Linked DNA regions of Anas platyrhynchos: all the other regions are linked to region 1. A link is a contact called in public Hi-C data. All regions are on one chromosome and are shown on one strand. Each heading gives the region's core, a stretch centred on a gene start, on an enhancer-like site or on the middle of the called end of the contact. The rest is flanking DNA. Distances are from core to core; before and after follow the strand shown. Region 1 holds the start of ATP7B (ATPase copper transporting beta). Region 2 holds the start of INTS6 (integrator complex subunit 6). Region 3 holds the start of WDFY2 (WD repeat and FYVE domain containing 2).

The links. Hi-C and Micro-C count contacts between places; a contact is called where the count stands out from the background.
Region 2: a Hi-C map of subcutaneous adipose tissue shows a contact between it and region 1, with 2.7 times the contacts expected there. The contact joins the promoter of INTS6 here to the promoter of ATP7B in region 1. A contact is called at or near these places in 2 of 8 Hi-C or Micro-C datasets (skeletal muscle and subcutaneous adipose tissue).
Region 3: a Hi-C map of subcutaneous adipose tissue shows a contact between it and region 1, with 3 times the contacts expected there. The contact joins the promoter of WDFY2 here to the promoter of ATP7B in region 1. A contact is called at or near these places in 2 of 8 Hi-C or Micro-C datasets (skeletal muscle and subcutaneous adipose tissue).

Annotation. Positions count from the first base shown.
Region 1 is chr1:179,678,309-179,682,957 of IASCAAS_PekinDuck_T2T, forward strand. ATP7B (ATPase copper transporting beta) reads right to left here and starts at 1,997. Exons shown (of 23, transcript XM_013095105.4): 1 at 1,738-1,997; 2 at 495-725. The coding sequence starts at 513. It overlaps ALG11 (ALG11 alpha-1,2-mannosyltransferase), which reads left to right and starts at 2,083. Exons shown (of 4, transcript XM_027471064.3): 1 at 2,083-2,198; 2 at 3,020-3,253; 3 at 4,022-4,649. The coding sequence starts at 2,176.
Region 2 is chr1:179,474,099-179,478,747 of IASCAAS_PekinDuck_T2T, forward strand. INTS6 (integrator complex subunit 6) reads right to left here and starts at 2,538. Exons shown (of 19, transcript XR_011806444.1): 1 at 1,932-2,538; 2 at 1,566-1,643; 3 at 738-887.
Region 3 is chr1:179,491,711-179,496,359 of IASCAAS_PekinDuck_T2T, forward strand. WDFY2 (WD repeat and FYVE domain containing 2) reads left to right here and starts at 2,496. Exons shown (of 12, transcript XM_038173902.2): 1 at 2,496-2,771. The coding sequence starts at 2,635. LOC140001324 (a long non-coding RNA gene) reads right to left here and starts at 2,360. Exons shown (of 3, transcript XR_011806445.1): 1 at 1,793-2,360.

The sequences.
Region 1 (4,649 bases), core at 747-3,246:
GCTGTTTCTGCTGTGCCTGTGGAGATCAGTCTTTTTCTTCCATTTGCCAAAATGCACAAACATATACATTCCTTAACAGGAGATTTTGGGAACTCACAAAAAAGTGATTATACCATTTCAGGAAAAGCAAAAGCTAAAACATGCTCCCGACACTTAGGAATCCCTGAAGAAATGATACGCCTTGTGCTGGGAGCTCTGTGGGTTAAATCCTCATTTCTCCCTCCCACTACCACTAACCTTGCAATGAGCCTTGACTGGAAAGAACAAGTTTCATTTTTCTAGCCATATGAAGGCAAAGGTGTCTGATGACTGAACAGCAAGTTAAATTCAAAACATGGCATCTGCCATGTATGGCTCTGGCAACAAAATGGTATGTAGATGTCTACCTCTTTTTTTTACTTGCTAATCAGAACTCATTCAGCCTCATCTTAATTAAGCTGTGGCTAACTTGTGATCCATCAGTTTCATAAATAAACTCAGTCTAAGACTCATACCTTCCAAGGGAGTGGCCATAAGCTCCTTTTCAAGTCAGTGGAGAGACACACAATTTTCATCAACTAAAACAGACGGGACTGCTTGTTCCCTAGAAGAACTATGCCTCTTCTCTGAACCCGGGCAGTTAGCTTCAAATGTTGACATTGCAAGAAACGTGTCTCAAGTTGAGAGGTGTGAATCCAGCACAGGTCCCTTCTGTAAACATCTGACATGCTTCTCAGGCAGCTGGTCTGTTGGGGAAGAGGAGAAGATTAAGGGGGAGAAACCAGTGCCTGTTGCACCCAACATATGAGAACTGTTGGGTCAGAAACGAAATGTCCGGTCACTCTTGCTGGCCTTCCCAACACCACTGTTCCAATGTAACTGCTCAAATAAAGGCCCTTGAAAAAAGCATAGTCAGTTGTAATTAAGGCAGTGAAGGTGTTTAAATAACATTAGTATCAACTACTACAACCCTAACTTTCAGGGCTGGACATGTTCCCAACTTTGACCCCCAACGTGGAGGCTCCCTTAAGTACCAACACCACAGCAGAGGCTTTGTCTCTTGGCTTCAGGCTGTAACAATGGCCAAATAAACGCTGGGCCCTACAACATTTGCTGATCAGGAAGCCACAGGAGGACCTTCACAAGCATCCCAAACAGCCCCAAGGCCTCAAAACGCACCAAGGGCTATGACATGGAAGAGTGCGCTTCAGCCTCAACAAGACTGAAAAATCAGGGTTTGGGAGAGGTAGCGCATGTTTAAAATACCTTCAGATTTTGGATAGATCAGCACTGTGAGAAGCTGGAGACAGACTTATCTGCATCAGATATGCCCCATAATTTTAAGGAGATGATGGGAAGAGAAGTAAATGCCTACCTACATGACAGCAGATCAATGTTAGAACCACAGAATCACGAAGGTTGGACAAGCCCACCAAGATCACCTGGTCCAACCATCCCCCTACCACCACTGTCACCCACCAAACCATGTCCCCAAGCACCACGTCCAACCTCTCCTTGAGCACCCCCAGGGATGGTGACTCCACCACCTCCCTGGGCAACCCGTCCCAGTGCCTGACTGATCTTTCTGAGCAGAAATGTCTCCTCATTGCCAACCTGAACCTCCCCTGGTGCAACTTGAGGCCATTCCCTCTGGTCCTGTCACTGGTTACCTGTGAGCAGAGGCCGACCCTCAGCTCCCCACCCCTTCCCTTCAGGTTCTGGCAGCCAGGACCACACTGTGTAAACGCTCCCCCTCACCTAGCTGTCGGCAGCCTCACCCCGCACACGGTGAGGGGACACACGCCGGCTTTCTCACCCCGCTCCCCGGGCGGCCATTTTAGGCGCTGCACGACGCAGCAGCAGCAGCAGCGTTTGGAAAAGCAGCACAGCCCAGCTCATCCCTATACCACCCCTCCGGCGTGTGAGTATCCCCCCGGTGGGGACAAAACGGAAGGGGAGGTAAAAGGGGAGGTAAAAACCCGAGATCCAGCAGCACCCCCGCGGACCCCACAAACAGCACCCCCTCCCGCTGCCCCCACCACCCCCCTCTGCCTTTTTTTTTCCCTCCCCTCAGGCTCCCATTCTATGCCCCGCCTCCCCGCCTGTCCATCTCCCGCGGGGAGCCAATGGGAGAGAGGCAACGCCCGCTTGGCCCCGCCCCCGGGGCTGCCTTCTCTTCCGTCAGGACGCCACAAGATGGTGGCGGGCGGGACGGGCAGGTAGGGGGGGAGGGGGCCGCGGCTCCTCTGAGGGGAGCGGGGCCCGGGCCGGGGCCGCCCTCAGCAACCTGAGGGACGGGAGCCCGGGGAGGGGAATGGCGGGGTGCTGGGCCGTGCCCTGAGGGCAGGCAGAGCCGCTCTGCGTTAATGCAGGGCCTCGCGGGGCCGGCTCGGCTGAGGGAGGCTCTAAAAAGGCTGTTTAAGGGTTGTTTGCCACTTTGCAGCCTTTATATGCCTTTTATATAGCTTTATGTGGCGTTTATGTGGTGTGTATGCGGGTGTATATCCTATAATATAACGTCTGTGTATGTCAGTGTATCGCCCTGATACTATATATACCACATATATATGCACAAATATATACTATTAATAATACAGAATTGAAAAGTGGAAAAAATATTTTCCCAAACAACTTACTTTTATCATAATTGTTGAAATGAAACACCGATATCAGTGATCTAACTTAAGATCACTATAAGCCCATCTCTCTACAGAATCACCCAGGTTGGAAGAGACCTCAAGATCATCGAGTCCAACCTCTGACCTAACACTAACAGTCCCCACTAAACCATATCCCTAAGCTCTACATCTAAACCTCTTTTAAAGACTTCCAGGGATGGTGACTCCACCACCTCCCTGGGCAGCCCATCCCAATGCCTCACAACCCTTTCCGTGAAGAAGTTCTTCCCAATACGCAACCTAAACCTCCCCTGGCGCAACTTTAGCCCATTCCCCCTCATCTTGTCACCGCACTGTGTCTCTTCTATGCAACAATTAATTATTGAATTATTGAAAGTTTAACGCTTTCTGACTCGTTTCAGGTTGCTGTGCTCGCTGCTGGTGCCGGCGTTGTTTCTGAGTGGAGCTCTGTGCCTGTGCGTGGCGGTGCTGCTGTGGGGCGTGCGGCTCTGGCTGCAGGCGAGGAAGCGGCAGCTCGGCCCAGCGGGGAGGGACGGGCAGCGACCCGTGCTGGTGGCGTTTTTTCACCCCTACTGCAACGCAGGAGGTGGAGGGGAGAGGGTCTTGTGGTGTGCCATAAGGACGCTCCAGAAAAAGTAAGCACGCGTCTGTCTGTCAAATACCACGTTTCACACTCAGCTTCCTGAGGTGTTTTTTATGCAAATTGTGTTATTTTTGCATATTTAAATGGGTATCGGTAATGTACGGGCCCTAAGGGTTTTTTTTAGATCTCTGTTTCACCTGGTTGCACCTTCTGGCTTCAGCACTCTGCCTGGATTTTATTCTGTCCTCTGTCTTCTGCACAGCTGCAGCACCTGTCACTTCTTTCCTCCTAGGCCAAACCCCTCCTCTCTTATCGTTGTTTTTTTTTTTTGTACTGATATTGGACTTTTATGGACACATCAGTTACCTGCACGCAGGTTCTAGTTTTGATACTCGCCTCTTGTTGCAAGAGACAAAGTTAATATCTGAAGTGGATATTAGCACGGACACAACCCCTGGCTTTGAGCAGCCTTCTGAATTTTGCAGCCTTCTGCATTTTGTTCATGCTGTACTCTAGATGGACATCTCCTAACACTGCAAGGCACTCTTAAGTCTGATATTGATTAATACTGAGCTCCTTTATCTAAAAAAAACCACAGTCTTCATCCATCATGCTTTACTGTAGGATCAGAAAAAAATAAAATAGAAATATAAGGGAAAGAATTCATAGAATCAATTTAGTTAAATCAAAATCATTTCAGAGCTAGGCCAGATGTTTGTTTTGTGCATACTTTCGTATTAATTTTGAATGGATAATATTTTAGTTTCATGTTATAAAACTTGATGAGAACACGTGAAATTCTTTTTCCTTGTTCTTACAGGTACAAAAACATAACGTGTGTTGTTTACACTGGTGACAGAGATGCCACTGCAGAAGAAATAGTAGAAGGTGCTTTCAGAAGGTTCAATATTAAATTAACTCATCCCGTGAAGTTTGTGTTTCTAGAAAAACGCTACCTCGTGGAAGCTTCTCTTTATCCTCACTTCACTTTGCTGGGACAAAGCTTAGGCTCTGTGTTCCTTGGCTGGGAAGCTCTTCTGAAGTGTGTTCCTGACATTTATATTGACTCAATGGGTTACGCCTTCACGCTCCCCCTCTTTAAATATTTAGGAGGCTGTCGTGTCGGGTGTTATGTGCACTATCCCACCATCAGCACCGATATGCTGTCGGTGGTCAGGAATCAGGACACGAGGTTTAACAACGCAGCCTTCATCACAAACAATCCACTCATCAGCAAATTCAAACTCGTCTACTACTACTTGTTCGCGTTCTTGTACGGGTTGGTGGGTTCCTGCAGCGACGTGGTTATGGTTAATTCCTCCTGGACGCTCAACCACATCCTTTCCATCTGGAGAACTGGGGCTTGCACTAGCGTGGTGTATCCGCCGTGCGACGTTCAGACCTTCCTGGATATTCCTCTGGAAGAGGAAAAGAGCACTGCTGAATGT
Region 2 (4,649 bases), core at 1,288-3,787, 200 kb before region 1:
TATACTTTGCCCAATACTAATAACGTGCTTTATAAAAAACAAATCCATGGTTTGATCCAGTGCCAGAAAGTACTGGATACTCTTCCTAAAGCGCATATTTAGGCTAGAGTCACTGGCTTATAGGAACTCACTACTGAGCAAGAGAATTCAGGCCCACCCCAAAAGAAGTCCTGCTTTAAAGGGACAGCTGCAACACAAACATTAGGAAAGCACAGCTCCTCAAGGCTCGATACAGCATGCAGGTCTATGAAAATACAGGTATTCAGAGAAAAGTTGTATTAATCTCGTTAGAAAGAAAATGTTTTTAAAAAGGTGTGCTCCACTCAATACTTTTGGAGCATGCAGTGCTGCTCAAAAACCAGCTCATCTCCCAAATCGTACTTATGTGATCATACAGCACTGTACGCATAAAGCCAAGTTTTCATGACCCCCGTCAGGCTCATCAGTTAAGGTTCTGAAACATAAGACTTGCTGGAAAAAAAATTACAAAGTTTAACTGAGAAGATCAACTTGGAGGCTACATCACCATTTAAGAACTGAGTAACTGGGGGGGTGGAAATAAACAGGAACAAAACTATCAACATCAGCTACACTTCTTCAAACTATCTGATCTCTGCTTACTTTTGAAGAAGCCCCCACATCACGTATTTCATGAAGATGCCTCTTTGGACATTTAGTTAATAGCTGTCCCTGAGAAGTTTGTTTTGTTTTTTTCCACCTATTAACAGTCAACCTACCTGCCCATAGTTGTCTATGCCAGTTACTAATCTATTTAAGTTTAATAAATCAAAAGCTGTCCTTAGGGACTGGCCAAGAGTCGTAAGTCCTTCAGCTTGAAGGTTTTTCAGTTCATTCATAAACGTTGCATGGTTTTCCTTCCAGCCAGCCTGAAAAGAGAAACGTGAGAAGGCATTCTTCAGACAGAAGCTTTGTAAGGAATCAGGGTTTTCTGTTCAGCAACTAAGCAAGACACTTTGTAGGTGCATGCAGCTCAGCAGAAAGGCAAAATACCTTGGAAGTTATGAGTGTTTAATGCCATTATGGAAAGCCTCAAAACAGTTTAAAATCTTCCCGAACTGTATCTACCTGATGTTCCAAAGGGCGAATTTCTGTGAAGCCACCCGTGAATAGCCCTCGCAGCTATCTGAACTCCTCTGCCCAGCCTTGAAGCGATCTCCAACAGGTTCACAGCCCTGTGTCATGCGGCCCCACCACCCCCTCGCCTCGCTTCCCCCCCTGAAAAGGACAGGACAGAGAGAACCTTCCCCCCCCCTCCAACCATACAAACTCTCCTCGGAGTTGCTGTCACTTCTCCCAACTCGAATTAAATATCCCCCACAGTTCATTGCTGCTCACAAACCACACAGGGGAGGGACAGAGGAGGGGTGGGGGGGGGGGAAGAAAAAAAATAATAAAATGTCGGCCATGTTGATGTCAGCGCTGCCGCTGCCAGAGCCCGGGCGTGCGCTGAGCTGCCCGGCCGGGCCGAGGGGGCAGGAAGGAGGCTGGGGAGGGAAGGGAAAAGGGAAGGGAAGGATTAGCAGGGGAGGGGGGGGGGGGGTTACCTTGATAGCGTAGGGAGGCTCCTCGAAAGTGACCAGCATGTACCTGTCTCCCCTGCTGGCCGGGTCCCGGGCTCGGAGCTGCGGTGTAAATGGTGGTGGGGAAGGGGGGGGGGACACAAAGCAGAGGGTGAGGCGAGAGGAAGAGGAGGAGGAGGAGGAGGAGGAAGGCGGGGGTGCAGGAGCCCCCCCCCAAGCCCCAGCCCTCCCTCCTCCCCCTCCCCTCCCTCCCTGGGTGCCCGCACACCGCCGCCCTCGCCCCCCGCAGCCCCCCCCTCCCTTTTTTTCCCCTCTCCCCCCCCCTCCCCTCCCCAATTCGTTTCTCTCCCCTCCTCTCTCTCTCTCTCCTCGCCTCCTTGCAGCCGGTACCTTCATGAAAGTCTCTACAGCGCCTTTGGCTATGTCCAGATAGGTGGTGCCCAGGTGGGTGCGCTGGTTCATGGAGGCGGACGTGTCTATCAGGAAGAGTAAGATGGGCATAGTGCGGAGGGGCCGGCGGCCGGGGCGGCTACATGGACCGGGGCTGGGGGGGGGAAAGGAGGAGGAAAAACCAAAGGTGGGAGGAAGAGGAGGAAGAGGAGGGGGGAACGAGTGGCCGTGAGTGCTGTGCACGGGGAAGGGCGCCTCCCCGCCGCCCCTTCCCTCAGGGTGAGGGGAAGGGAAGGTGGTGGGGAGGTGGAAGGGGGGTGGGGGGGGCAGCGCTGCCTGCCCTGCCCTCCTTTGTGTGCGGGGCCTGCTCAGCCCAGCACGGGCTGGCTCATGAGGGAGCGGCGGGGAGGGCTGCGCCGCTGCTGACCTTCCCCCCCGCCGCCGCCCCGACCACCACCACCACCACCTCCTTCCTCTTCTTCTCCTTCCTCCTCCTCCTCCCCTCCCCCTGTTGCTGCTGGTGCTGCCGCCCCCCCCCCTTTCCGAAGTTTCGGGCGGAGCAGCCGCAGCCCCTTCGCCGCCCGCCCCCCTCCGCCTCTGACTGAGGCGCTGCCGCGCTCGCCGCCGGCTTTTATAGCCGCCTGGGCTGGGCTGGCCACGCCCCCCAGGCACGCGGCCCCGCCCCCACGTGACGGCCTCCCCGCCCCGCCATTGGGCCGCCGGGCGGTGCCTCGTTAGCATATTCAAATTAGGGGCGGGGCGAAGGGGATACGTGGGGGAGAGGGCCCGAGCGGCGCCGCTGCGCATGCGCAGTGTGTGTGTGGGGGGGGGGCGCTGGGTGCGGGCAGGGGGGCGCCGCTCGTCAGAAAATGGCGGGGGGGGGGTGGGGGGAGCGCGGGGCGGGGGGTGCCGCTCGTCAGAAAATGGCGGCGGGGGGGCTGCGGCGGGGCTGAGGGGAGGGAGGCGGCTCGGCCCCGCCGGGAACGGGCGGGGGAGCCGCGGGGTGAGGGGAGACGCTCGCCTTGAGGCTGAGGGGGGGGAGCCGTGCTCCCGCTGAGGGGCTGCGAGGCGCCCCCTGAGGCAGCGCTTCCCCCGTCTTGATGGGGGGGGGGGGGGAGAGGCCCCATGAGGCGCTCCGATCCCCAAATTACCCCTCGGGACAGGAGGCCGAGGGGGGAAAACCCAAAGTCTGGCTGAAATCCGCCGGCCTGGCCGAAGGGGGGCTCGTTTATCAGGGAAAAGTTCAGCCTCTGGCAGCCCGACGTGTCCAGCGGGGTTCGGTGTGTGGCGGTGAATTCCGACAGACTCGGTCTGATCTTTCTGTGTAAAAATAAATAAATAAACAAATAAAAATGTAAAAAAAAATTGGCCGGCCCTCGCTGTGACCTTTTCCCCTACGTGCAGGCGGAGATGAACGTTAATGTGCCTTTGATCCGTGCTCAGGCACTCTTTTGAGTTTACTTCCTATAAATCATACAATCGTGGAGCGTTTCCAGCCAATTAACGACGAAGATCTGTCCTCGGTTTTTGTTTGCTCGTTTTCCCCCAACAATTGAGTCTCTGCCGCTTCTGCTCCGCTAGCCTTCGAGCGCTAACTCCAGAGCCATTTTTTAGCATAATCTGTTCAGGGGGTTGCTCCGCGTCCTCTCTGCCTGATGTTTTTCCCCTGATCCGGCTGATGGGCTCCCACAGCCGCTGCTCTCGAAGGTACGAAGCCACTGTGCTCCCTCTCTCAAGATAAAATTGGCAGTGGCCTGGTTTGATTCATTTTGTTCTTCCAGGCAACGTTTCTGTCTTGTTAGGCAAGAGCAGTTTCTGGCTTTTTTTTTTTTTCTTTAAGACTAATGAAAGATTAGCATTTAGTTTCTAGGAAGGCTGGAGAGAGAGGGGTGGAATCGTATTTCCATTGCAGTTTTTAGGCATTCTTAGGCCTGTGAGCGTGGTATTTTGATATTTTGGCTTGCCTGTTGGCATCTGCGGCCTGTGCCATCCGTTCTGAGGCGCTGGAGCAACCCCAGGGGTGCTTCCTTTTATCCCAGATCACCCCTCGGAGCCCTTCTGAAGGAGTTGGGAATGAAACTTGATTTTTGGAGTGGGTACAGGCAAGTTATGACAACTGTATTTCTTCAGAAGCAACATCCTCTGCTGTGAGTACTCAGCATGGATCCTGCGGGCAGCGATAAGCCCAGCCAAGCTGGTGTGAGTCCGAAGCTGCTTGTATCTTTCCAGCCATTCAATTTCGGAGTTCCAGTGGTGGGGCTGTGTCCTGTGACTGACAGCAAGGCTGTGCTGGTCCAGGGTCTACTGCTTAATCTGAGCCCCTGCTGCTAGAGGAAGCAAACCAGCAGGTGCTGCTGAGGCCACGTTGCTGGATTGCCCTGGAACCCATCTGCATGCCAGCCCCCATTGTACAAAAAAATAGTTGGTCTGTTGGAGAGCCTTGGTACAACACAGTCTTTTCCTGTCTACATCTGTGTTTTGGGATGCCTTTTGTCCCCTCGGCTTTCCACAGAAAGTTGCACGCGTCTTCTGGCTCCCTGTCAGGTGTGCGGCTCCTGAGGAGGTCAGCAAGGTTGCCTACTGCTAGACTAGTAATTATCTCCCTAAGGTGGTGGGATTCGAGTTGTTAAGTAAAGGCCGTGATGCTACTTTAACAAGTCATGCCTTGGGATTTGTAGCTCCTTTGGGGAGTCATGTTGAGTGAGTGTATGCTGTTGG
Region 3 (4,649 bases), core at 1,246-3,745, 190 kb before region 1:
TGCAGGTAGTCATTAAAATTGATGTCTACAGCTATTCTAGCTTGAAGTCTTTTTGTCCATTAGTTTATGTGGTTATAGGAAAATTGTTTCTCAAAAGTGAATCATTTTTGATTGGATTTTGTGTGAGAATGGTAGATCTGGGAAAACATTCAGATCTTGTTGGTAATTTCAATGCCTTTTCCACCATTATGACCACATTCTTTTAGCCTGTCGGGTACAACGCAGGAGTAAGCTCCAGGTTTCTGCCTTACTCTAAAATCCTACTTTTTCTCTGCTTTCCCTCCTCCTTTCCTCAGCTTTTCAAGCAATGTCCTTTTTCTCTCAGTCACAGCAAGACCATTATTTGTGTGCAATAATTTCCCAAGCATATTTCTCTACCTTATAAGGGAGATGAGAGCACTGACCCCAGATTTGGACACCTGCTAAAGTGATGTACCAGAGCTCAGGATTTCGTTTTCTATTATTTAAGTACCTTCCTGGTCTTGCTGAGGAAGTCACCATTAAAGATAAGCTTTAAAATAAGCCCTTACGATTTTTATCTTGACTGACTATAAGCCCACTGGAGCATCTCTTGCGTTGTGGGCTTTTTTTTTAAAACAGGTAAATCATTACCAAAGATTAGACCTTTATATAAAGCATAGATTTCATTTCAGTGTCATTATTTGATTTTGATCCAAATGCATGCCCCTGGCATCCGAGCTGTTGCTGCCTGTGAAACCTGCATTCAACGGGTGCACCTGAACTATGTCATAGCCACCAATTGGAGTTTCTTGTGCACCTTTTTAGAAACAGGATTGTTAAATAAAATGTCCATCTAGGACTGTTTTTAGTGTTTTCCTCCAGAAGGGCTGTGTATTAAATGTTTAAAGATAAAGGAGAGGCAAGGGAAATAATGTCTCAATAGGCAATTGCTGAAAAAAATAAATAAATAAATAAATAAAAATAACAGGTAATTTGAGGGATGCATAGGACTACTCCTGGTCCCGTAACCCATACCTTATTAAGATACTCATTTCCCCCTTACTCATTTTCTTGAAGGTCTGTTTGGCAAATAGTATTCTACATCTCCCTAGAGCCTGCAGTATGTTGCCTCCAGCATACTTTCAGACCATGTTTATCTATGAATAGTGCACAGTGCCAAATCCTGAATGTAAACAAACTGCAAAGACGGCAGCCCTTGCCAGATTTCTTCAGACTTTAGTTTTCCAAGACATTTTAAGGTATACATCCATTCTGAAAACTGTCAAGTGTATCAATGTCTTCAGAGAATATTTCATACATTGCATAGCAATGCAAGGTTTTCCAGCTGTAGGTCTAGCCGAGGATTGCAGGGTCATCTGTAGCTGTAAGAGGGCTGGTTTCCATCTTTGGTTCTCTAGTAGCAATTCCCTTCTAAGAACTGCGAGAATGGGATGTTATCTAATGTGATCATACATCCCCTGGGAAACAGCTTGAGATTGCAGATGCATTTCCTACAAGCCATTATCTCTTGCTGACCAGACACTTCCCTCCACAGTACACTTGTGAACTTCAAATAGTTCAGTCAAGTAGAGCTTAAACGCCTTGCTGTGGTCCTGCCGACCTCCAGACCCTGTTTGTTTAGCATAATATGGTCAGTTTACTAAGCACTATCTGGAGTTTAGCTTTCACTTCCACAAGTGACAGTCACAAATTGCACAACAAATATAGCCCTATCTGCTAAACTCATAAGCCTCCTCAATTTCTCTGCTGATGGGAAGGAGCCCTATTATTTATTTATTTATTTTCAGAGAACTGCTGCTCCTCATCTTACCATGGGTTAAGTTTGAAGTTACACTTGAAGTAACGCCTTCCAGGCTGCAAATCACTTCTGCGATGTAGGACAACTGTTCAGATACCTACAGTTGTTTTCCAGAGTTCTCCAGATGGATTATGAAAGATTGTCTTTGGCACACACTTCAAGAGAAAGCGTGTTAGTTTTTTTGTTTGTTTGTTTTGCTGACTTTAGCACAGAGCTTTGGGCACGTTACCTGCCCTTCTCAGACCTCAATGTACCCACCAGGAAAAGTAAGGAAAAAGCAGAATCTCACTGAAAAACAGCTGCTGGAGCCCCATTGCATTTCCCTTAAAAATTCACCAGGAGAGAGTTTGTAACCTAAATACAGACAAGCCTTGAAGCGAAGAGCTTCGCAACCAGCCGGCCACCGTGTGGTGATCGGGCAGGGGGGGGGGCTGCTCTCCGGCACCCGGACCCGCACTCCCTCTCGGCAAAGCAGCCATCTACACCCGTTTTTTAACCACCATGACCTGCTTAAGGCCTCCCTTTAGCAGCCCGGCTCCTCCGAGCAGGTTAACCCTCCCCGCAGCGCCCGGGCAGCCCGGCCGCCGGGACACCCCTGGGGGCGCTGCGAGATGGCGACGCCTCCGGCCGCCATTTCCCCCCTCAGCCCCCCGCAGCGCCCGGCCCGGCCCAGGGGGGCGGCCCGGCTCGGCTCGGGGGCGGTGCCGCCTCCTCCTCGGTTCCTGCTTCCCGGGGAGCCCGGGGGATGAGCGACAGAGCCCGGCACCGTGCACCGAGTCCCTCCTTCTCCTCCTCCTCCTCGGTGCGGCCGCCTCCCCTCGCCGCAGCCTCCCCTCGCCGCAGCGGCGGTGCCCATGGCGGCGGAGCCGCAGCCCAAGGCGCTGACCCGCAAGCCCCTCCTGCTCAACAAGGTGGAGGGCTCGCAGGAGGTGGTGAACATGGCAGCGATCGTGCCCAAGGAGGACGGGGTCATCAGCGTCTCCGAGGACAGGTAGCGGGAAGGGGCAGCCGGGCGCTGGCTCCCCCGGAGCAGCCGGGGGTGTAGGAGGGCGGTGGTGGTGGTGGTGCCACCCTGCTGGTCCTGCTGGTGGTGGTCCTGGTGATGGTGGTGGTCTTGGTGGTCCTGGTCCTGCTGATGGTGGTCCAGGTGCTGTGGTGAGGGTGCTGGGGGTGCCGCAGGGATCCTTCCTGACCTTGCCCGCAGGTTTGTGGCGCTGCTGGCCAAGGCAGTGTTCCTTCCCCTCTCCCCCCTCTCCCAAGTGTTTCTGGGTGGTTGTTTAAAAATGCCCTTTAAAAATCGTGCTGATAAGATCTCAGAGTTCGGTCCCGTGCTGTGGAGGGACCAAGGAGCAGGATGTTTTTGGCCCGTCAGCTGTGCAGTGTGGGGTGGACGCATGGCTGGCGCTGCCCTGCAAGAGCCCGAGCGTCGTGCAGCCTTCCCGCTGAAGTTTTCACACCAGGTTGTGAAGGTTCCTTTAAATCTCAGTTTTCCTGCACCATCCATCCATAATTATCTTAAACAGAATTAATTTACAGCTCAGGTGCACGTAACCCGCGTCCCCAGCTGTCTGCTCAAAGGGCAAACACTGGCCAACACGTGAATATGTCGCGGTTCTCAAGGGTTTTTGGGGGGACTGTTTCTCTTGGATACCCGTTATCCTGTTCAGTGTCTGCTTTTATTTCTCTCTCAGCTATCCTGAAAACTGTGAGTATTTCTTTCATCCTGTCATTGTCCTCACTGTGCGTTAGTTTCCAGCTAGTTGTCAGGCATGTGAACCGTGTAAATCCAAGATGATTTAAGTTCATCTAAGCCGTGGTCTCCAAGTGAGCTGTCGTGCCTCATAGCGAGAAGAAAAGAGCTGCTTCAAACAAGTACACTGTAGAAGAGACTTTAAACGGAGTTTTAAAGTGCTACATGGCCGTGTTTTTATTTTATTTATGTTTTTAGTTGACTGTTGTGAAACTGAATAGCGCTTACTCAGCTAATTCTTTTTATCAGTAAGAAAGTATTCCTGATATTAATTTGCTCTCGTATGGGTCTCTCTCAACCTCTGTCTCTCCCCCCCACAGCACAAAACAATTAGTGTCTAGCTTCTGCTATTTTAGCAGGTATGAATTGCTGAGAGTAGGTGGGTGCTGCAAATCAATACTTCTTGGTAGAGAAAGGGATTGGTGACGTGTTTGCTTCACTAATAACTGAGATGTTAGGTTCAACAAAACAGCGGTGAAGCAGAGCTCAGAGGTTTCTCACTCAACAACTTGCTAGTTCAACAGCAGCACCCTCTCTCCTGTCCCAGCACTAACCTTTAACATAGGACCCTAATTTATGTCCGTCCTGCTTGCTGCTGCAGCTGGAGAAAGAAATCTGCTGCTAGGTGTCTAAAGGTGATACGGGGTAGCTCAAAGGAAACAAGAAGTATTGTGTTAAGTCCAGGGGCTCAGAGTTCATTCTCTGTATAAAGGCATTTATGAGGTAACCTCCTTGCTCATGGGCTGGTTTGTGGCATATGTGAGGTGCTATAAGCTATGATCTTGCCTTTTATTTCTTAAGGCATGAAGATGTTAATTGATGCCTTTTCCTTGCATTTTCCATCTGCATTTCTATTGTGATTAGAGGATTCAGGGGCCAAAACTTATTTGGAAGGCCTAGCAGGTTGGAATTCAATCTTGAAGGCTTCCCAATACTTGGGGTTGGTGAAAAGTTTACCAGCCTCTCAGTACCTGTGCCTTATGATCAGGCTTTTGCAGATCCTTCCTGTTTGGACCTGCCTCCTGGTGTTAGTGTTGAGGTTGTTGTTTAATGGCCTTGGAATGTGGAGGGCTTTGAGAGATTCCTGGAAACTGCAAAGGGTGGTTATGGAGATGTTAT